Linked DNA regions of Mus musculus: regions 1, 2, 3, 4, 6 and 7 are each linked to region 5. Evidence: chromatin contacts called from public ChIA-PET, HiChIP or PLAC-seq and promoter capture Hi-C data. All regions are on one chromosome and are shown on one strand. The core of a region is the stretch at or near the end of the contact, and the rest is flanking DNA. Distances in the headings are between cores, read along the strand shown.

Region 1 (2,700 bases), core at 97-2,596, 350 kb before region 5:
CAGTTTTAAAAATGACCAGTCTTAACTTGGTACCCTGTGTTGCCTGAGAGGTCCCTCAGTCTTATCTAGTGAATCTGCTCCTCAGAGCCAGGGACACGGATGGCACCAGCGGTCATACAAGCCACCCACAGTCCAGAGAGTGAAGACAAGGCTCCTACAGAGAAGGGACTTTATCCCACACACACCTCCTCAGCTGAGGGGCCCTCCGGGGAGGGGAAGACAGGGGCTCCTTCACGCTGGGATTCACTGGGCATTCCTAGAAGCCTTGAATCAACCCCCTTGGGTTTAAAATCCACTTCCAGGAGAGTCTTTCCTTTCCTCTGTCCTAACAGCAGACCAAGTGTGGGCTGAAAAGAATGGCCTCTGGGCTCCAATAACACGAGGACAGTTAAAACTCTGTTCTGGGTGTCCTGTCCTCTTTACCTGTGGGGTTTCCAGCAGCTCTGATGCTGGGGGTGGGGGACCTTGCCAGCCAGGACACGTTCAGAGATGGCCGTAGCCTGCGGCCCATTCCCCTTCTCATTCCTCTGGCATGTCACCAGGGTCTGGGAACGGTGGGTGAGAGGCGGGAGTCATAAGCCACCACCCCCCCAAACTTGCCTTTCTAAGTTTAAACTTGATCTTGTAATACAGGGTGACCAGACTTGAAACGGTGTGTGGTGGGGGTTGGGGGGGGGTGTATATGCAGTACCCCCGGGGACACTTGTCATTAGAATGGGGGTGTGGTCCTCACAAGCTTTTCTGTGGGCTGTGATAGGAAATGGGTGGGCTCTCTCGAAAGGGGCTATATCCCTGAAACGGGGTGGGGGGTCTGGGGGCAGTGTGCAAAGTGGAAGGTGGCCTGGAGGGAACAGAGGGGGGTCATAGAAGAAACAGCCTCTGAGACCGAGTCCCATAGGCAGACGCTCTGAGGTGGGGGTGGGGAAGCCAAGTGAGGGTCTCCTGCAAGCCAAGGAGGTCTGCCCCGGGAGCGGGGCGCCTCTCCCAGAGGTGGGTCCCTGAACACCCAGTACGGGATCGAGGTCCTCAGGCGCCGCAGCGAAGAGCGGCCAGCACAGCCCCGGGCCGTAGGCACCGCAGCCCAGCCGGGCGCTAGGGTGGGATCGGCGGCCGCCGGGCCCCGGCCGCTCCGCCCTCCGTCTCCCGCACTCACCGAGGTCGTCCATGGCTGGTCCTCAGACGCCAGTCCCCGGCTCGATGTCGCCCTCGCTGCCCGTCTCCGGGCTGCTCCTCGCCGCCCCGCAACTTTTCCGCGTCCAGCCTCGGCCCGGAACGGAACCCGCTGCCGCGCTGCCTCCTCCTCCACCACCGCCGCCGCCGCCGGCGCGCGCGCCCGCGACAGGATAGCCCCGCCCCCGCGTGCACGCTGGCCACGCCCCGCCTCCGACCCCCCACCCCCCCAGCACGCCCAATCCCGCAGGGGGCGAAAGCTGGGCGTGGTCGTGGCGCCCCCTGGCGGCTGGACAGGCTGGTGGCGTCTATAGGCCATGAACCTCTGCGTTCAGTCTGACCCGACCTTCTGGCAGACTAGTCACTCAAGAGAGTCGGTGGCAGATTTGTCACTCAAGAGAGTCGGATTTGTCCACCTGTCCCTGTAGGTCACCTCCCAGGAGGATTAAATCGGCTTGCCTGGAGCCTTTGGACTGATGGCAGTGCTAGTCATCCCAGAATAATATCCCAGATGTAGTTTTTGTGAAACAGGGTCTCTCTCTCTCTCTCTGTCTCTCTGTCTCTCTCTCTCAGGGTCTCTCTCTCTCTGTCTCTCTCTCTCTCTCTGTCTCTCTCTTTGGTTTTTCTTTTTTTTTTTTTTTAAAGTATTCATTTGAATTAATGTTGAAACAATTCATGGTTTTTTTTTTTAAAGATTTATTTATTTATTACATGTAAGTACACTGTAGCTGTCTTCAGAAGAGGGCGTCATATCTCGTTACAGATGGTTGCGAGCCACCATGTGGTTACTGGGATTTGAACTCTGGACCTTCGGAAGAGCAGTCGGGTGCTCTTACCCACTGAGCCATCTCACCAGCCCTCTCTTTGGTTTTTCGAGACAGGGTTTCTCTGTGTAGCCCTGGCTGTCCTGGAATTCACTCTATAGACCAGGCTGGCCTCAGAAATCCGCCTGCCTCTGCCTCCTGAGTGCTGGGATTAAAGGCATGCACCACCACTGCCCGGAGAAACAGGGTCTCTTTGTACCTCCAGCCAGGCTGGAACCTGAGACCTTTGTCCTGACTGGTAACATCAGCAGTGGCTGCGACCAACTCTGGCCCCAGATCCAGTACTTTAGAGCTTATGAAACCTTTCATTTTACCCCTTTCCCTGCTTCCCCCTTCCTAGAGACTGCCAAAATTCTGCACAAGGTAGATTTACCCCACATTACAGCAAAGCAAAAACTACCAAAACTTCATTCCCGGATCCTGGCAGATTTGCCCAGGGGACTCAGAAACTGGATGATAAAAGCCTGGTGTAGTAGCTCAGGACTATAATCTCAGCTAGTTGGGAGATGCAGGCAGGTCTTCAAATTCAAGATTACACTGGACTAGAGAAAGAGTAAGGACTAAACTGGGCAATTTATAGGAAGACCTGTCTCAAATTTTAAATTTTTTGAAAACTTTTAAAAATAAATACACACACACACACACACACAAACTGAGTGTGGTGGCACAAGACTATAATCCCAGAATTTAGTAGGCAGAGGCAAGT
Region 2 (2,730 bases), core at 7-2,506, 330 kb before region 5:
GCGTGGTCTACATAAGGAGTTCCAGGCCAGCCAAGGCTACATAGTGAGAACCCATCTTAAAACAAACACAAAACAAAGGGGGCAATTATTTATTATTAAAAGTGTCAAAAAAAATTCTGGGCGTGGTGGCGCACTCCTTTAATCCCAGCACTCAGGAGGCAGAGGCAGGCGGATTTCTGAGTTCGAGGCCAGTCTGGACTACAGAGTGAGTTCCAGGACAGCCAGGGCTAAACAGAGAAACCCTGTCTCGGAAAACCAAAAAAAAAAAAAAAAAAAAAAAGTGTCAGACTATACATTAACACCCTGTCTCAGAAAAACAAAAACAAAAAACAAAGAAAGGGTCTTTTGGGGAGGGGTTGGGAGAGCTGAAGAGGTGGCTCACTGGTTAAGAGCATTGCTTCTCACCAGGTGGTGGTGGAGCACGCCTTTAATCCCAGCACTTGGGAGGCAGAGGCAGGTGGATCTCTGAGACCAGCCTGGTCTACAGAGTGAGTTCCAGGAAAGCCAGGGCTATACAGAGAAACCCTGTCTCGAAAACACCAAAACAAACAAACAAGAGCATTGCTACTCTTGCAGGGGGACTCAGATTCCATCCCGAGCACCCACAGGGCAGTTCACAACAGGTTGTCACTCAAGTTCCAGGGGATCTGACGCCCTTTTATGGCCGTCAGGAGCTCCTCCTGTATGCATGAAGGTAAAACACACACATTATTAAAAAAAAAAAAAAACCAGTCTATTTTAAAAAGCGTCTTGGATGGAGAAATGCCCGCTAGTGTGAATTCAGGGCTACCCAGGGCTGGGCTAACGCGCTGACACCGAGCTATAGCCCCAGTGCTCTTACAGTATTATTTTGAGTCCGAGGTCTCACTAAGTCACCCAGACTGGCCTTGAACTCGTGATTCTTCCGCCTAAGCCTATTGAGTGGCAGATTATTGTCCTGTGCTACTAGTGAAAGAGTTTCTTTAAGAGAGCGAATTCCTAAATTAGGACTGCTTGGATCCTCTTTCGCACGCAGGACATGGGAAATATTAACCACTTCTTTGGTGGCACAAGCCTCTAATCCGAGCACTTGGGAGGTGGAGCCAGGAGGATCACGGATTTGGAGTCAGACAAGGATATGTCAGACCCTCTCTCAGCAAACAACACAAGCCACAAACAAACAAACACTACAAGAACCTCAAAAGGCAATCATTGCCCCAGGCGTCAGCAGCATATCCGGAACCTTAACTGAGCTGAGCAGGAAAGACAGCGGGCAATCCGTAGAGGAGCGCCCAAGAATCTTGGCGTGGGAGACACGTAGGATTCTGGGACTTGTAGTTTTCTTCCAACTAGATCGGCTTCGCGGACTACATTTCCCAAGATGCACACGTAACAAGCGAGTCCCACTGTTGGGTGAGAATTGTGGAAGGTAAGTGTTCTGATCCGGCTGAAGGTTTCCCGCTGAGCATTCTTACTAGGGATTCCATCTGTCTCTTTTGTTCTCGAGGGGACAAGGAGGATTTATCCCGGCAAAACCCGACTGTTTAGCCGTTCACACGTAGCTGGGAAATCTCATGGAGAAAGCAGGGTCCTGAGCTCTTCTTGGATAGGAAGCCAAGCCTAAATATGTGTGCCTATCACTCGATAGCTCCGCATTATGTCAAAGACTGTGTCAAAGGCTTGTCTTTACAACTAGAAAACCAGACAGGCAAGTTTGTATGCCTTGATTTTTATGTGTCCAAGTAGCAGAATTTACAATGCAGGGTAAGCAGACAGAGTGATTACTTAGCGTCCATCCCAGAGGCCCTGGATTTGGTACCGAGAACCGTGTAGAAAAAGACAAAACAAAACTGACATACTAAAATTAAAAAATCTTTTGGAGAAATGATATAATTCGGTTTAGTTGTATTCCTTGGCCTGGGCTACAGGGAATTCTGTCTCAAGTAATGATAATAATAATAATAATAATATCTGATTTAAACCAAGTAGAGTTATAGAACAAATAGTCCCATGAGAGATAATATTAACAAAAATATAAATATTACTAAAACATGTTTATATTAGTAGCAGGTGAAAAATAATGGGCTATTAAAAGTCTGTTTTTTAGGGCTGGAGAGATGGCTCAGTGGTTAAGAGCACCCCCTGCTCTTCCAAAGGTCCTGAGGTCAACTCTCAACGACCACAAGGTGTCTCACAACCATCTCTGATGAGTTCTTCCCTCTTCTGGGAAGTAGGTGTACGCGCAGGTTGACCATTCATATACATAAAATAAGTAAAAAAAAATTTTTTTAAAGTTTGTTTTAAAAAATATTTAATTTTTTAAAATTAAATTTTATTTTATGTGTTTGGGTATTTTACCTGCGCGTGTATTTGCGCATCCCTTTTATTCCTCGGCGCTTGCAGAGCGCAGACGAGGGCCTGAAACTGGAGTTAAAGATAGTTGTAAGTCACCATTGTAGGTGCTGAGAATTGAAGGGCTTCCGGACGAACCGTCCTCCCTTCTGTTTCCCCAGTGCTACAATCCCAGGCCGGGGCCACCGTGGCAAAATTTTCATAGTCGAATAGAGTTCCGGTGTCTATCAATTGGTGGGTTAACTTGACTTGTAAAACCCAGCTGCTCTCATGGATTTCTTTCTCTCCAGAATAAGAATGAGCGGATTGACTTTCAGGCCGACAAAGGGCCGTTGGATCACCCACCTCAGCCGGCCGCGTTCTTGTGGACCCTCGGGGTTATTTGTGCCGCCCAGCCCT
Region 3 (2,729 bases), core at 225-2,724, 270 kb before region 5:
CTCACAGAGAAAGAGTAGTAGTTGCTGCGTCCCTCACCAACACTGGAGGTGGGGCGTGTGGCATCTTATCCCAGGCCTGAGATTTTTTTTTTTCCTTTCCTCCCTCTGTCCCTAACTCCACTGACAAACTTTCAGGGCATGACAGCTTTCTCACTCTGCAAACTCCATGCAACTGTCCCCACGAGAGAGAGTTCCCGGATCGCTCTCCTCCGGCAGCCTCCCTCTCCCAAAGGACCCCCGAAACCCCGAGGGTCACTCACTGTTTTGGAGTCGAGCTCGTGCCGCGATTGCGCCAGCACTTTATCCACCCCCGCCTGGTCCATGAAAGTGACGAAGCCGAAACCCCTGCGCCGGTAGTGAGGGAGAGGCAGATGGTTACAAGGACAGCGAGTGGCCTCGGCGGGAGGGGCGAGCGCGGTGGCAGGAGAGGTCTCCGGGACTCACCTGGATCTTTTGGTCAGGGGGTCCCGCATCACCAGACACTCTTTCACCTCCCCGAACTGGCCGAAGTATTCGCGCAGCCCTTCTGTAACCACACACTCGCCTTCGGACCAGCCCAGGCCCGGAGCCCTTCCCCCTCCTCCCCCGTCCTTTGCCCCTGGTGACCCCGGCGCGGCCCCGCCGCCCCCGCGCCGAGCTGCCCGCGCGCACTCTCCGCGGCCGGCCCCCCCACCCCTGCCCTCGCCGGGGATTGGGGAGGGGGGTCCCGCAGAGCCTTCCTGGCGCCCACCGGGGCCTCGGCAAGGCAAGGGCCGGGGCCGGGCTGGAGTAGGGGACCGCTCAGGTTGGGTTCCCGCCGCTCCGGGAGCAGCCTCAACAAAAGTTTGAGCCGCAGGTGCGAGCGGAGTTGGAGCTGCCGCTGGCGGGTCCCGGGGGCCCAGCCCGCCCCCCCCGATGCCCCCTCAACCCGCCCCCCACCCCCCACAACTGCTCCCCAACCCGCGCCGGGCCGTGCGCGCTCGCCGAGCGTGCTGCGCTCTCGGGGTCCCCGGGGCGGGGCGCGGAAGAGGGCACGAGGGCGCCCGGGGTCAGCGGGGCGCGGGGCCGGGCAGGGGCGTCCGGGCTTGGGGTGCCGCAAGGGGTGCAGGGTGGCGGTGCGGGGGCCGGCGGGCGATCCCTGGGCTGGCTCACCCTGCGTGGTCTGCCAACTGAGTCCTCCGATGAACATCTTGCTGCGGGAGGAGCAGAGACACAAAGGGCCCGCGTGAGCGCCGGGCGCCAGGGAGCAGGGGGCGCGGGCCCGAGCCCCGGGGAGGCCCCGGCCCGACCCGGATCGGCCATGTTGGCGGGGCCGGGGCGGACGCGGGCTGGGCAGGCTGGGCCGGGCCGGGCCGGACCGTACCAGGGGTCGTGCGGCGAGTCCGGGGAGGCGAGGCCGGGCTGGGGCGCGTCAGTCTCCATCGGGAGCCGCGGGCGGCGCGGGCAGCGGAGCGGCGGCGGCGGCGGCGGCGGCGGCGCTCGGCGCGGGGCAGATGAGGAGCGCGGCGAAGGGGGCCGGACGGACAGGCCATGCTGCCCCCTCCCCCGACCCCGCTCGGGCGGGCGGGCGGGGACGGCCAAGGGGAGGGCCCGCCGGGGGCCGACCTGCCGGCTCCTCCCCCCGCCGCCCTGCGCGCATAAAGCCCGGCGCGCGCCCGGGCGCCCGCGGAGGCGGCGGCGCTGGGACCCCCCTCCCCACTTCCCTCGGGGTTCCTGTGTGTCCGGGGGGTGAGCGAGCTCCCCTGATTCCTGGTGCGGGCTCGGGCCTGGGGCGCGGCCGCACCCCTCACCCACAGCGGCGCGGGGGCCCAGCCGTGGGGAACGCCCTCCCGGGATGAAGCGCTTCCCGGTGCGTTCAAGGTAGCTCGGCTTCGGATGGGGGAACCCTCCCTAGTCCTTCCTCCCTGGTCCTCGCTATTGAGAATTTAGAAGGTGCCCCCAATCTTCCTGGGTCGGGTTGGAGATAGCTCAGTGCCCCCCAACACCTTCCAACTGGTAAGAAACCTCTCCCAGTCCGAGCGAGGAGTTGCCCTTGGAGACCCCCAGTTTCTCCTGAACCTAATTTAGACTGCCTTGACGACAGTCTCCAGTCCATTCCTAGTTTCCCACGTCCAATTTGGGGAGCCCTCGTAGTGCCTTGCGTCCCGAGTGGGGAGCATTTATCAGCAACACTAGTAGAATCTTTCCCAGTTTTGTTTGCCCCTCCTCGGCCCTTGCTGTCCAAATTAAGTGTGCCTTGTAACTCCCCTAAACCCCTTTTCTCCACACCTGGGACCCCTATGGTCAGCTGAGAGAATGCCCAGCCTCGAGCCAGGTTTCCCAAGTTGTCACCTCCCCGGCCTTCTGTGGGCACCTCCTCCTGTCTCACTTCCAGCCCCTTTCGGACTGTCTGGAGTGGGGGGAAACTGATTCCAAACACTTGCCCGCTGGCAGGGTCCCCAATGAAGTGGAGAGAGAAGTCGGTGTCTCGGAGATTCCAGGCTGTGCACCCTCCAAGTGACTCCCTTTCATCTGGGGTCCTAGCTCCCTTCCATTTGATTTGGAAGAACCTGGGCTGACTCTCCACCAGGTTTAGAGTTAACTTCCCTTGTAAATAATTTCCTTCTATGAAGCCAAACTCCTGTCTTCTTCCCTCTAACTCCTGGCTCTTTAGCATCACCTCCTAGTACTTGAACCCCATGTCTCTTCATTCACCCCCATAAACTCCTTCTCTCCAGCCTGGGAAGACCAAGAAAGTCCCTTATATATGA
Region 4 (2,700 bases), core at 104-2,603, 340 kb after region 5:
ACCAAAAAAACCCAAATAGGCAAATGTACATCCCACTTATATGATAATGACCTATTGATATGGAATAGATAAGTATGCAGGGGCCAGAAATAAAATGGGTCACTAGGTGATGGGGACAGGGGAGATAGTTGTGTTATGGTCTAATGGGCTTGGAGTTTCTGTTTGAGATGATGAGAAGGTTCTGGAAATGGTCTATATGTGTTGGTTTATATTTAGCCTAATACAGCTGAATTGTATTAAAAAGTAGCTAAGGATTTCTGAGTTCAAGGCCAGCCTGGTCTACAAAGTGAGTTCCAGGACAGCCAGAGCCATATAGAGAAACCCTGTCTTGCTATAAAACTAAAAAAAAAAAAAAGTAGCTAAAATGATTAATTTTACGTTATGTCACCATCATAGCAAGAGTGAGATCAGCCAGTATGATTTTAAGATTGTATAAAAGGGGCTACGAGATGGTCAGCGGTTAAGAGCATTTACTGCTCTTCCAGAGGACCTGGGTTCAGTTCCCAGCACTTACACGGAGGTTCACAATTATCTGTAACTCCCGTTCCAGAGGAACACACACTACTTCTAGCCTTCACCAGCTCCAGGCACCCATGCAGTGCACACACACATGCAAGCAAAGCACTCATGTACATAAACTAAACCTTAAAAATGATTGTATAGGCTAGGCATGTTAGTGCATGCCTTTAATCCCAGCACTCGGGAGGCAGAGGCAGGCAGATCTGTATGAATTTGGGGCACTTGAGAGGCAGAGGCAGGCAGGATTTCTGAGTTCTGGGTCAGCCCGGTCTACAGAGTGAGTTCCAACAGGCAGGGCTACACAGAGAAACCCTTTCTCAAAAGGAAGCAAAATACATACATAAAACTTACACTTTTCAGGCTGGAGAGATGGCTCAGCAGGTAAGAGCACTGACTGCTCTTCTGTAGGACCTGAGTTCAAATCCCAGCAACCACATGGTGGCTCACAACCATCTGTAGTGATTTCTGACGCCGTCTTCTGGTGTGTCTGAAGATGGCTACAGTGTGCTTATATATAATAATAAATAAAGCATTTAAGAAAATATTGTTTAAAATAACTTACAGTTTTCAAAAATGAGATTACGGTGTCTCTTTCTTCGGACTGCATTGACTAATACGAAAATGTATGAATGTATGAATGTGTAAAGCAAAGCCTTCCACGGGGAAGCCCGACGCGAGCGCTTGCCACAGCTTTGGAACCCTCTGCGCAGAACCATAATTCACCACCCCACCCCCGAAGTTGGTCGGGATGGCTCCTCCCCTCGCCCCCCCACCCGCCCTGTTTCCGTGGCAACTGCGCGAGCGGAGTGGGCGGACCTCGGAAAAACGGCAACGTCTAGGGGCGGGGCTTAAGGCGGAAGCGGCGTCCCCGCGCTCCGTGCAGTGCGGGTTTCAGTGATGCTGCGCTCAGGATGGATGCGGCTGTTGCCCATGCTCTGCAGCCTCCTGCTAGGGCGAGCCGAGGCCCCGAGCCCGGGGGTGCCGCCGGAGCAAAGCCAGCCCTACGCGGTGTTGCGGAGGCAGAGCCTGGGTAAGCGGTGCGGTGGGGAGGGTGCGCGTTTGCAGCCGGATCCGGGCGTGGGGAGCTTGTGCGGGGCGCAGGCCGGCCTAGCCTCTGGTTGTGGGAAGCCAATAAACGCCATTACAAGATGGCGCTGATTTCAATAAGCCGACACCTATGAATATGGGTAAACAATGTGCCCATGTGCAGTAGAGTTTTCTTTCAGCCAAGTCACTGCCTGGCCTGAGGCATGTAAATGAGGTACTGAAAGCATAACCAATCTGGTGTAGACACGCCTATCCTAGGCCTATATAAGCAGCACTGGTTTTTGGCCTGGGGTCTTTCGCTTTTACTATCAAGCTCTCCCAATAAATGTGTGCAGAAGAATCCTGTTGTGTTGTTCTTCTTGCTGGCGAGTTGGGCCTCTACAAGTGGTGATTCTCATATCGCCTCAGGGTTATTGTTAGTGAATCAAAGAGTGGATGTTTTACAACATAACATGGAACAGATGATGGATGTCCTACAAATGAGTTGTGTGGCATCAACCCTGCATATGTGCATTACTCCCATTAGGTATGTTAATATTCTTTTATTAAACGTACAGATTTATCGAATTATCTGAAGGGGAACTGGTCGCAGGAGCTGGACAGGTTGCACACGGAGCTGCAGATACAGATCCTGAACCTTAATTGAACCAGAGTGGAACTAGTGACCCTTGGAGGCTTTACCTCTTGGCTTACCTCTGCATTTTCTCACTTTAAGGAATGGGTGGGAGTGATTTTGTTTATGAATATGTTTACCCATGAATATGGGTAAACAACCAATGTGCCCATGTGCAGTAGAGTTTTCTTTTAGCCTAGTCACTGCCTGACCCGAAGCATGTAAATGAGGTACTGAAAGCATAACCAATCTGGTGTAGACATGCCTATCCTAGGCCTATATAAGCAGCACTGGTTTTTGGCCTCGGGGTCTTTCGCTTTCACTATCAAGCTCTCCCAATAAATGTATGCAGAAGAATCCTGTTTTGGCGTCCTTCTTGCTGGCGAGTCGAGTGTCTACATCTGGTCCTCAGGAAGCTGCTTTTCCTGGGGTCAGTTCTAGGCTTGGGAGCCAGCGCTTGCACCCCTGTGTGCTGTCTGGCGCACCTGCTGAAGCGAGAACCTGGAGTCCTGGGGGTGTGT
Region 5 (2,700 bases), core at 63-2,562:
AGAAATCCGCCTGCCTCTGCCTCCCAAGTGCTGGGATTAAAGGCATGTGCCACGACCTCCTGGCCTTTGGGCCCCCACATCCTTAGCAGCCTTAAGGGGACTGGGGGTAAAAAAACCCATGTTCTCTGCCAAAGCAGCTAGCGCTCTAGACACCGAGCCATCTTTCCAGCCTCCTATTTATTGTTATAGAGACAGGATCGCACTCTTGGAGCTCAAGCTGGCCTTTTAAAACTCCCGGTAATCATCCTGCTTTAACCTCTGAGAATACAGGCACGCGTCACCTGGCGTCAGCGCGCCCAGAGTTGTTTTATGTTCCTTTTTCTGAACCTCAAAAATCAAATTCAACCGGGCTTTCCATGTTTTGTCCGCATTATCTGTATGGACAGGATAAGTACTTATGGAACAAATGATTCCACTTCCCCCGCTTGGCTGGGTCGGAAAAATGGGAGTTGAGGCAGATACCCAAGGGCATGGACAATAACGCAGAAGAGCGCTGTGTGAAATGCCAAAGCAGGGAGCTCGGGTCGTGCCAGTGGTCCCCAGCAGGAGGAGGAGGAGGAAGCCCCTAGCTCCACTTAGGTTTCCAGGCCCGCCAGGGACCGTCGCCATGGAGACGCAGGCACCCTGGAGCCCCCTCCCCCTAACAGCCACGCGTTTCCGCTGCGTTGGAGCATTCTGATTGGACGGCCTCCTGGACGCTACCACACACCAAGCGCCTGCTAAGGGGTGACGGTGGGGACCGTATCCTCGCGGGACTCGCGTGTCCCGCCACCTGTTCACATGGCATCCAAGGGAGAGACGGGCCCCGATGCTCCACCCGGGGACAAACCATCGCTCGGCTTGCAAGAGCCTGGGCTCTTGCTTTCTGAGTTGAAGGAGGAGGGATGGAAAAGGCGGCAACGCCCCCTTCTGAGCTGACTCGGTCCCCAGCTCTAGAGCACCGGAAGTGTTGGCGACGTGTCAGTGCGCCCTTCTCTAAACCTTCCCCGGCCCAGGCCACCTTTCCCAGTCGACTGTGGGATTCCGGGGCGGCCTGGGCGCTGCACCCGCCACTTCCGCATGGAACCGCCGCTTCAACCGAACTCCCTCCCTGGGCGCGCGCTCCTTCTCGTGCCCCGTGGTTGGGCCGGAGCCTAGGCGCGGCCACTCCCCTCCCCGGACGCACCAGCCAATGGCGCGGCCGCTCTCGGCGGGGTGGTGGGTAATTCATGAGGGCCTCCCTCTGATTGGCTGAGGCGCTCCGGGCTGAGGGCTGGGCGTCGGGGTAGGTTGCTCCCGAGGTGGGAGGCGGCGCCCCAAGGCCGAGGAGGTGGAGGAGGAGGAGGAGGAGGCCCTGAGAGCGACATGTCCCGGGTTGCCGAGGCAGAACGGTCCGCTGCGCTGTTCTCCTGAGTTGGGGGCGGCCGGCCGAGGACGAGGGTCGGCAGGGGCTGCCCCCGCCGTGGTGGCCGCCATGCTGAGGCCCCGGGGAGCCGAGGGAACCGCTGTGGCGCTTCTCCGGCTGCTTCTGTTGCTGCTGCTGCTGGGACCGAAGCTCCGGGGTCCGGGGCTCGGCGTGGTCGGCGCCGCCGGGGCCGGACTGCCGGAGAGCGTCATCTGGGCAGTGAACGCAGGCGGCGAGGCGCATGTGGACGTGCACGGGATCCACTTCCGCAAGGACCCTCTGGAAGGCCGGGTGGGCCGAGGTGAGAGCCCCTCCGGCCGAGCCTGGGGGGGTCCGCAGCCTGGGAGCAGGGCGCAGCTGCGGGCCTCGAACCCCTTCCTCTCCAGCCGGGAGACCACAGCCTTGGAACGAAGTTTCTCTCTGCAGTGAACCTACCCCCAGCCCCCCAACCCCCCACCCTCCAGGGACCTGGCCAGGACCCAGGGCCTAGCCCTGACTGGAAGCTTCCAAGAGCCATCGAGGCATAGAGTTGGCGAGAAGTTTATATTTAGACCCTTTCTCATTTTACCTTGCCCCAGCCCCTCATCCCACCCAAGCTGGGAATGTAAAAGGCAAGGGTGGCCTTTTGCCTGGCGCCTGGAGGCCTCGCAGGTTGGAGGTCATCGACTCCGCTGCTCTGCCATCCATCGCGACGGTTTCCAGGAGATGCTTTGCCCACCCTACAGATCACCCGCCGTTTTCCGTGCCCCTTCCAAGCCCGGGACTGAGGCTTGATTCTTCGCCAGAACGGCAGGGAGTCTTCGAAGGGGGAATAGTACGGGAAAGTTTGACTGTGGCACCCCTCCCCTCCCCTCCTTTGGAATTTGTATGCTTAAAAGTCAAAGCCACCCGACGGGTGTCGGTATATCGCAGCCCATCCTGCCTATGAGGTCAACCTGTGTAAGGTTTGAGTGTGACCCCCGGGTGATCGTAAGACGTTTGATCCCAGCTTAGGGGGAAAGTGGGTTTTACAGAGTTTCACAGTTCACAACGGCCAAATGAGAATTTTGAGGGCAGATGGTTAAAAATACAGGTTCACAACGGCCAAATGAGAATTTTTGAGAACAGATGGTTAAAAATACAGGTTCCTGGGCAGTCTCTAGACACAGTAGACAAACTTTTTTTTTTTTTTTTAACTTAACTAGCTGGGACTCGGGTCTCTGCCCTAGGCACTTCTGTTATAGGTTACCTTACCCCCCCCCCCCCCAATTCATTCTTTGGAGAAAACCGCTCTAGATTCTTCCATAAGTAGGATTGAAAAACAGGTTTAGAAGGAA
Region 6 (2,700 bases), core at 105-2,604, 500 kb after region 5:
CCCCCGGGATCTGCCTGCCCCTACTTTCTTAGCACTGAGATCGTGAATGTGTGGAACCACATTGGGGATTTTTTAAAATCTGGATTCTGGTGGCTGAACTCAAGGCCTCGAGTTTACCCGGCAGGCACTTTACCAAACTGAGCCATCTCCCAGGCCAGGGCCCTCAACCCAAGCTTGTAAAAGCATCTGCTAAGCCCAGGTGTTGGCCCTGTTGACTAGATTCAGGGTCCTCTTGAAGAACCCCAAGCATCCACGTAGGGGCATTACCTAATCTGTGGCAGGGCAGAATTTTTATCCGGGTGTCCTTGTAGCTGTCAATCACCAGCCTCCTAGGCCGAGCCACAGTCTCTTTTGCATGGGAGCCTCAGTTTCCCAGTCTGTGAGATGGGACTGGGTGAGCAAGGCAACTAAGTGCTGAGGGTTCTTTCCTCCCCACCCTGAAGAACAAGTCAGCCTCTTTGATGGATGCCTCAGCCTCCGTTCAGCCCCAACTTCAGGTGTGAAAGGCCTGAGCTTCAGGCTTCCTGTCGGGGAGGTAAGGGGGCATCGCGCACACCCCCTCACGGCTGCCAGACAGCTGCCAGCTCACTCTGCTGGAGACCACGGCCACCCAAATAGCGATGTTCTTTCCCCACCCCAAGGCAGTGGCTTGCGGAGGCCCACCCTCCTATCCAGGCCTGTTTCCCAACTGTAAGTGGGCCCAGCTCACCTCAGGCTCAGTTAAAAGAGGTTTACTTGCCAATGCCACCCCGCTCCAAACACACAGCTTAATTAGTGAGTTAGCTATTAAGATTTAAGTTGGTCGCCATGTTGGTTTTTATTTAGGCCCCTTCAATCCTTCTTTCTACACCCCACCCCCAACCCCACCCCCCGGCCTGCTGTTTGCCCAGGCTGGTCATCCCTAGTACTGTGCTGCGGGCAGGCTGAACAAGGACCGCAAGGAAGTCGCTAGGCTCACCAAGGCAGTCCCCCACCCAGCCTAGGAAAAGGAACGGTGATGTTAGGGGCTCTGTAAAGACCTGGTGCCCCTAGCATCTTCCGGATGATGGCTATAGGTGGAGGTTCAGAATGGAGACTCTGAGGTTCAGACTTAAGGAGAGCCGTGGCTTGGTGGGTAGTGTGTGGGTGGGTGGCGGGGAGTCCTCTCCAGTGCCCGGTGTGCCTCGCGGGCTTTTTTCTACCAGCCTTTGATGGGTGTGAGCTGCCGGGCAAGCGGGTTCCCGGGCTGGGCAGGCGACGGCCTGGGCGCAGGAACCAGGGATGAATGGAAGAGCGAGGCACCGAGCCAGGTGGCGGCGCGCAGGCCGGGGAGGACCCTGGGGTGGGCGGGCGCGGGTGGGCGGGACCCCGCGGGGCGGCGCGGCCGAAGCGCAGCAGGAGGAGGACGCGGCCGGAGGGATCAGGAAGCGGCGGCGCTGCGCCCGCGTCCTGAGGTGAGTGGGGCTGCTCCGGGGAAGGGATCCGCGAGTTCCTCGCGACCCCTCCCAATGACGGGGTTCGAGGTTCGCCGTCCCCGCCGCGCGCGGGATAGCGGGAGGCGACGCCACCACGAAAGTCACCTGTGGATTGGGCGCCGACCTGGGATTGGGGGAGTGTGGTGCAGATCTAGGTCACCTAGACCCGAGTCCCGAAACCAAAGGCCAGGGGCGGCCACCTACCCCGGACCAGCTCCACTTAGGTAGGGCGCGTGGCAGGGATGGGCGCGTGGGAGGGAACTGCGCGCCCGCAGCTTCCAGGGCTGCTTTTTGGAGTTTCAGAGAGATGGCCCCGCCGGGGAGAGGATGCAAAACTTTAACCTTAGTTTTACCCTGGAGACTCGAAGTGGCCTCCTAGGACAGGAAGAGATTTCCAAACTCCCCATTTGACTGAAAAATCCAACTTCAGACTCCCTTGGGACTGTCTTCCATTCCAGAAGGGCCCAGCCCAGCCGTGCCCCGTCCCCTGTGTAGATGAAGAAACCCAGGCTTGGGGGTAAGGATGGAGCCTAGTGAGCTGAAACCTGGGCGCTGGCTGGCTGCTTTGAAAACCCTCCCCACTGGCCTGTCCACAGCCCGGGTTAGGAAGTACCGAGGGATGAAGTCCTCAGCCCGGACTGGGGAGGGGGTGGCACGAACCTTGTACTTCTGAGCGCACATCGCATGTGATCTTTGTTCAGCGAGGTAAGAAATCCTGGCAGAGCTGAGCCCGAATGCCTTGGCTGTTGGCCATGTGGGGACAGCTCAGGCCTGGTGCTGCCCAAGGTGAGGTGTCTGTCAGTCATCACTATGTTAGGAGCACAGTCTGGGTGGACTCTGGGCATGCTCTGCCCTCCTCTGCGGTGTGACCTTGGTCTAGTCCCCTAGCTGCCTGAACCGCAGTACTTCTTTAATATTGTTATGGGAACACATTCTGGGGCTGTTGAGGGAGCCCTGGAGGGGTTTGCCGCAGCAGTTTGAGCTGGCCATTCCATTTCCACACTGTCTTGACAGAGAATAGGAAAGGGCCATTTTATTTTATTTATTTATGCATTTATTTATGTATGTATTTATTTATTGGTTTTTTTCGAGACAGGGTTTCTCTGTGCAGTCCTGGCTGTCCTGGAACTCACTTTGTAGACCAGTGTGGCCTCAAACTCAGAAATCTACCCGCCTCTGCCTCCCAAGTGCTGGGATTAAAGGCATGCACCACCACTGCCTGGCGAAAAGGCCGTTTTAATGCCTT
Region 7 (2,700 bases), core at 77-2,576, 360 kb after region 5:
TTTTGTTTTGTTTTGGAGCCAAGGCTTAGAGTCAGCTAAAGAAATTACCTAAAGCTTAAATAACAAAGGATCACAGAAGCTATCTACTATATATCTTCTTTAAAAGAGAAAAACCGACTAAATATAATAATAATAAGTTTTTTTTAAAGAACCAAAAGAACGTCTCTCATCTCATTTCTGAACAGCCATAAAGCTACGGACCTGCTCAGAGCATGCTGTCCCATTTTCTGAAAAAAATCAGTAAGATGAAAGAGGGGGTAGGAGATGCCTTAGAACTTCCTCCCCAGGGACTGTCCGTCCGTCCGGCAGACCAGGGAAGCAATCAGAACAGACCCCTCATTTGCATAGCCGCTGAAAAGCTAAAGGGAATCTTAGTTGAAGAGCTTGCTTTTACCTTGGCTTCGTAACCATTGACAACTTCAGCTTTATCTGTCCTCCAGCCCCAGAATCCGGATTTAGTTCTGACAAAAGTGAACACCACAAAAATTTCCACATGTACAGAGGTTACCCCTGCAGCCCTTACAGGCCACCCCCGCCCCCGACATTAGTGAAGGACACTTGGAAATCGTCGTCCCACTGTCCACAAAACGATGCGACCAGTGACAGATGGCTTAGACATCCCCTCCCCCTCCCACAGTTATCAGTGTGCTGCACTCCAGGCAAAGAGAGCATCCACTCTTGGCTTCTGTTTCGGACCTGCCAGCACAGGGGGCAAAAGGTCATGACATCTGTTGGACGGCTGTCCTAAATAAATGAGTGAAGATGGCCCTTGTCCAAGGTCTTGCTTGCATGTATCTGGGTCATCTACTGCAGGCAAGGGCACAAGAGCCTCTCCTCCATCCAGGAATTCTCAGAACTGTGAACACACAGCTTCCTGCCCGCCTCTGGCAGAAAGGCAGGTGGAGTCAGAACCCATAACAATGTTGAGAGGCTAGGGAAGGTCATTAAAGCTTTCAAAATGGCCGGAGAACCACATGTTCATTGTCAGGCATAGCAAGGAGGAAGGACATGAAGAGTGGCTTTTCAACTCAGTCACTGATGGGTGACTTTTGAGGCAGCCCGGGTTGCAGCTACACCTGTAGCATGGGCTATGTGCTTAGAAACCCATTTCATCAGGGCTACACACTTCTAGGGGAAAGTGTATTCAGGATCAGAGGACAGCCTCTAAGTTCTGATTAGTTTTCTTTTATGTTTTTGTTTAAAGACGGGATCTTGCTATATGGGCCAGACTGCCTCTAACCTGTAAGCCTCTTGCCTCCAAGTGCTGGAGTTACAGGCAAGAGCTTCCTGCCACTCCTGGGTGTGACTGCTTTTCAGAGCAGCTTGCCCTGGGAGGAGCCCATCTGCCCGGCCTTTGTCTAGGACATCACCCTAGCTTTTCCTGGCACTGTGGAGAGCTGCCATCCGTCTGCCCTTTGCTCTGTCTTGTCACAGAGGAAGCTCAGAGGATGGTCGCAGGCTAGCCAGCTCACAAGAGCAGAATGCAGTTTGTAAAATTTATATTTCCATAACATAAATTCCATAGAAAGGAATTTCTAGTGGGATTCTAGTAAATCAAATCAGGCGACACACTGAGTTTTATAGATTGGTTTGAACCCATCATAAAAGGAAGACCCATGGGTGTTAATTTTCCTCTTGGGTGAAGATGACCCCACACAGCAAGAGATAGAGTCCTAAAAGGACTCTGGTAAAGGCTGGCTACTCTAGCTTACACTGTTCAAACAAGAACAGGGCACCGGGACTACACTCCTGACTAGCAGGTCACAGCCCTTGCTGCCACCAGTGACTAAAACCCCAGATGCGCCCGGGGTTAACTCCGTTCCATGCTGCACTAGTGCTAGGCAGACATACCCGCTCCTCGGCTGTCGTTACTTGCTCTCACACATCGCCATCGCTGCTCCTGCTGTTCTTGGCTGCCCCGCTCTGACAGCATCTGAGCTGGGAAGCTCAGACTTCACTATGTTAAACCCAGCTGTGACTCCCTGAGCCTCTGTCAGGTCTGTGTGCACCACAAGGCATCTGAAGACCACAGGACACCCAGCTTCCTTCTGCCTGTCCCACCTGAGACCAGCACACCAAAGGCCACGTAGCAGGGGCTGTGACTCAATATTATGAAGTTTAAAGGCGGCTCTGAAGTGGCAGGGATGTTGTTCTTGCTGCATATCATTCAGGAAAAGGACGGCCAGTTACATACCGTCCCCTGAAACTCACCAGGGAGGGTAGTGCTTTATAAGCATTGAATTCCTCGTATAGGCATGGGAAAAGGATGACAGTAACCATTGCAATGTGGCAAAGAACCTCGGAGAGAGCCTCCGCTGGAACTGATCATTCATGTGTCTTTGAATCTGCAAACCTCGCACTCAGGAGCGGCTCCAATCTCTACTTATTCCAACGTTCACTGATCACATATGAACATCATTAAAACAAAGCAAAAAAAAACAAAAAAAAAAACAAAAAAACCAAAAAAAAAAACCAGCTGTCTTTCAGCACCCTCGCCTCGGCCTACTGTCAGCTTCAGGAAAACCAGCTGGAGCTGGCTGTCTGAAAACCCTGTGACCCCGAGAATACACAATGTACCTCCGTCCTCGGTACACAGGGCCACACTCTTGTTTCCCATCTGCACTTGGTGGACTAAGGCCAGGAGTTGCCACACACCCTGGATAGGCTCCACTTCACAGCAAACAATGGCTCTAACAATGC

The links. Promoter capture Hi-C pulls out the DNA fragments that hold promoters and counts their contacts. ChIA-PET counts read pairs in DNA pulled down with a chosen protein or histone mark. HiChIP or PLAC-seq counts read pairs in DNA pulled down with a chosen protein or histone mark.
Region 1: an RNA polymerase II ChIA-PET map of memory CD8 T cells shows a contact between it and region 5, with 11 read pairs. The contact joins the promoter of Pxn here to the promoter of Mlec in region 5. A contact is called at or near these places in 1 of 39 promoter capture datasets (erythroid cells) and 4 of 115 datasets of contacts at active chromatin or transcription factors (effector CD8 T cells, embryonic stem cells, memory CD8 T cells and 1 more).
Region 2: an H3K4me3 HiChIP or PLAC-seq map of embryonic stem cells shows a contact between it and region 5, with 8 times the contacts expected there. The contact joins the promoter of Sirt4 here to the promoter of Mlec in region 5. A contact is called at or near these places in 11 of 39 promoter capture datasets (the C10 cell line, the SN4741 cell line, cranial neural crest and 7 more), 3 of 484 Hi-C or Micro-C datasets (embryonic stem cells, muscle stem cells and nephron progenitors), 15 of 115 datasets of contacts at active chromatin or transcription factors (the 230-238 cell line, the SCID.adh cell line, astrocytes and 8 more) and 2 of 9 other capture datasets (embryonic stem cells and liver).
Region 3: a promoter capture Hi-C map of second pharyngeal arch cranial neural crest shows a contact between it and region 5, with 5 times the contacts expected there. The contact joins the promoter of Msi1 here to the promoter of Mlec in region 5. A contact is called at or near these places in 6 of 39 promoter capture datasets (embryonic stem cells, frontonasal cranial neural crest, hippocampal neurons and 3 more), 3 of 484 Hi-C or Micro-C datasets (all in embryonic stem cells), 2 of 115 datasets of contacts at active chromatin or transcription factors (embryonic brain and embryonic stem cells) and 3 of 9 other capture datasets (adipose tissue, macrophages and pancreatic islet).
Region 4: a contact with region 5 is called in an RNA polymerase II ChIA-PET map of memory CD8 T cells, with 49 read pairs. The contact joins the promoter of 1500011B03Rik here to the promoter of Mlec in region 5. A contact is called at or near these places in 1 of 484 Hi-C or Micro-C datasets (embryonic stem cells), 6 of 115 datasets of contacts at active chromatin or transcription factors (bone marrow-derived macrophages, effector CD8 T cells, embryonic stem cells and 3 more) and 1 of 9 other capture datasets (liver).
Region 6: a promoter capture Hi-C map of stem cell-derived epiblast-like cells shows a contact between it and region 5, with 3 times the contacts expected there. The contact joins the promoter of Trpv4 here to the promoter of Mlec in region 5. A contact is called at or near these places in 1 of 39 promoter capture datasets (stem cell-derived epiblast-like cells) and 2 of 115 datasets of contacts at active chromatin or transcription factors (memory CD8 T cells and pancreatic cancer cells).
Region 7: a contact with region 5 is called in an H3K4me3 HiChIP or PLAC-seq map of embryonic stem cells, with 5 times the contacts expected there. The contact joins the enhancer-like site here to the promoter of Mlec in region 5. A contact is called at or near these places in 1 of 39 promoter capture datasets (cranial neural crest), 1 of 484 Hi-C or Micro-C datasets (LSK cells), 1 of 115 datasets of contacts at active chromatin or transcription factors (embryonic stem cells) and 2 of 9 other capture datasets (liver and pancreatic islet).

The regions. Positions count from the first base shown.
Region 1 is chr5:115,505,322-115,508,021 of GRCm38.p6, reverse strand. It overlaps Pxn (paxillin), which reads right to left and starts at 1,346. Exons shown (of 12, transcript NM_133915.3): 1 at 1,154-1,346. The coding sequence starts at 1,166.
Region 2 is chr5:115,483,010-115,485,739 of GRCm38.p6, reverse strand. It overlaps Sirt4 (sirtuin 4), which reads left to right and starts at 1,256. Exons shown (of 5, transcript NM_133760.1): 1 at 1,256-1,408; 2 at 2,622-2,730. The coding sequence starts at 2,629. Gm42007 (a long non-coding RNA gene) reads right to left here and starts at 1,290. Exons shown (of 2, transcript XR_878704.2): 1 at 1,177-1,290.
Region 3 is chr5:115,428,420-115,431,148 of GRCm38.p6, reverse strand. Msi1 (musashi RNA-binding protein 1) reads right to left here and starts at 1,474. Exons shown (of 15, transcript NM_008629.2): 1 at 1,343-1,474; 2 at 1,132-1,172; 3 at 445-526; 4 at 261-345. The coding sequence starts at 1,401. It overlaps A930005G22Rik (RIKEN cDNA A930005G22 gene), which reads left to right and starts at 1,645. Exons shown (of 2, transcript NR_168295.1): 1 at 1,645-1,839.
Region 4 is chr5:114,812,629-114,815,328 of GRCm38.p6, reverse strand. It overlaps 1500011B03Rik (RIKEN cDNA 1500011B03 gene), which reads left to right and starts at 1,353. Exons shown (of 2, transcript NR_027817.1): 1 at 1,353-1,549.
Region 5 is chr5:115,156,788-115,159,487 of GRCm38.p6, reverse strand. It overlaps Mlec (malectin), which reads left to right and starts at 1,312. Exons shown (of 5, transcript NM_175403.3): 1 at 1,312-1,685. The coding sequence starts at 1,454.
Region 6 is chr5:114,657,075-114,659,774 of GRCm38.p6, reverse strand. Trpv4 (transient receptor potential cation channel, subfamily V, member 4) reads left to right here and starts at 1,354. Exons shown (of 16, transcript NM_022017.3): 1 at 1,354-1,433.
Region 7 is chr5:114,793,442-114,796,141 of GRCm38.p6, reverse strand. Ankrd13a (ankyrin repeat domain 13a) reads right to left here. Exons shown (of 15, transcript NM_026718.2): 7 at 395-461. Among named protein-coding and RNA genes, the nearest start is that of 1500011B03Rik, 19 kb to the left of the region's middle. Within about 2 kb of position 1,326, at least 44 of the 459 cell types and tissues checked have an H3K27ac peak or open chromatin away from gene starts, as enhancers often do. A contact at or near this core is called in embryonic stem cells, where this site is marked.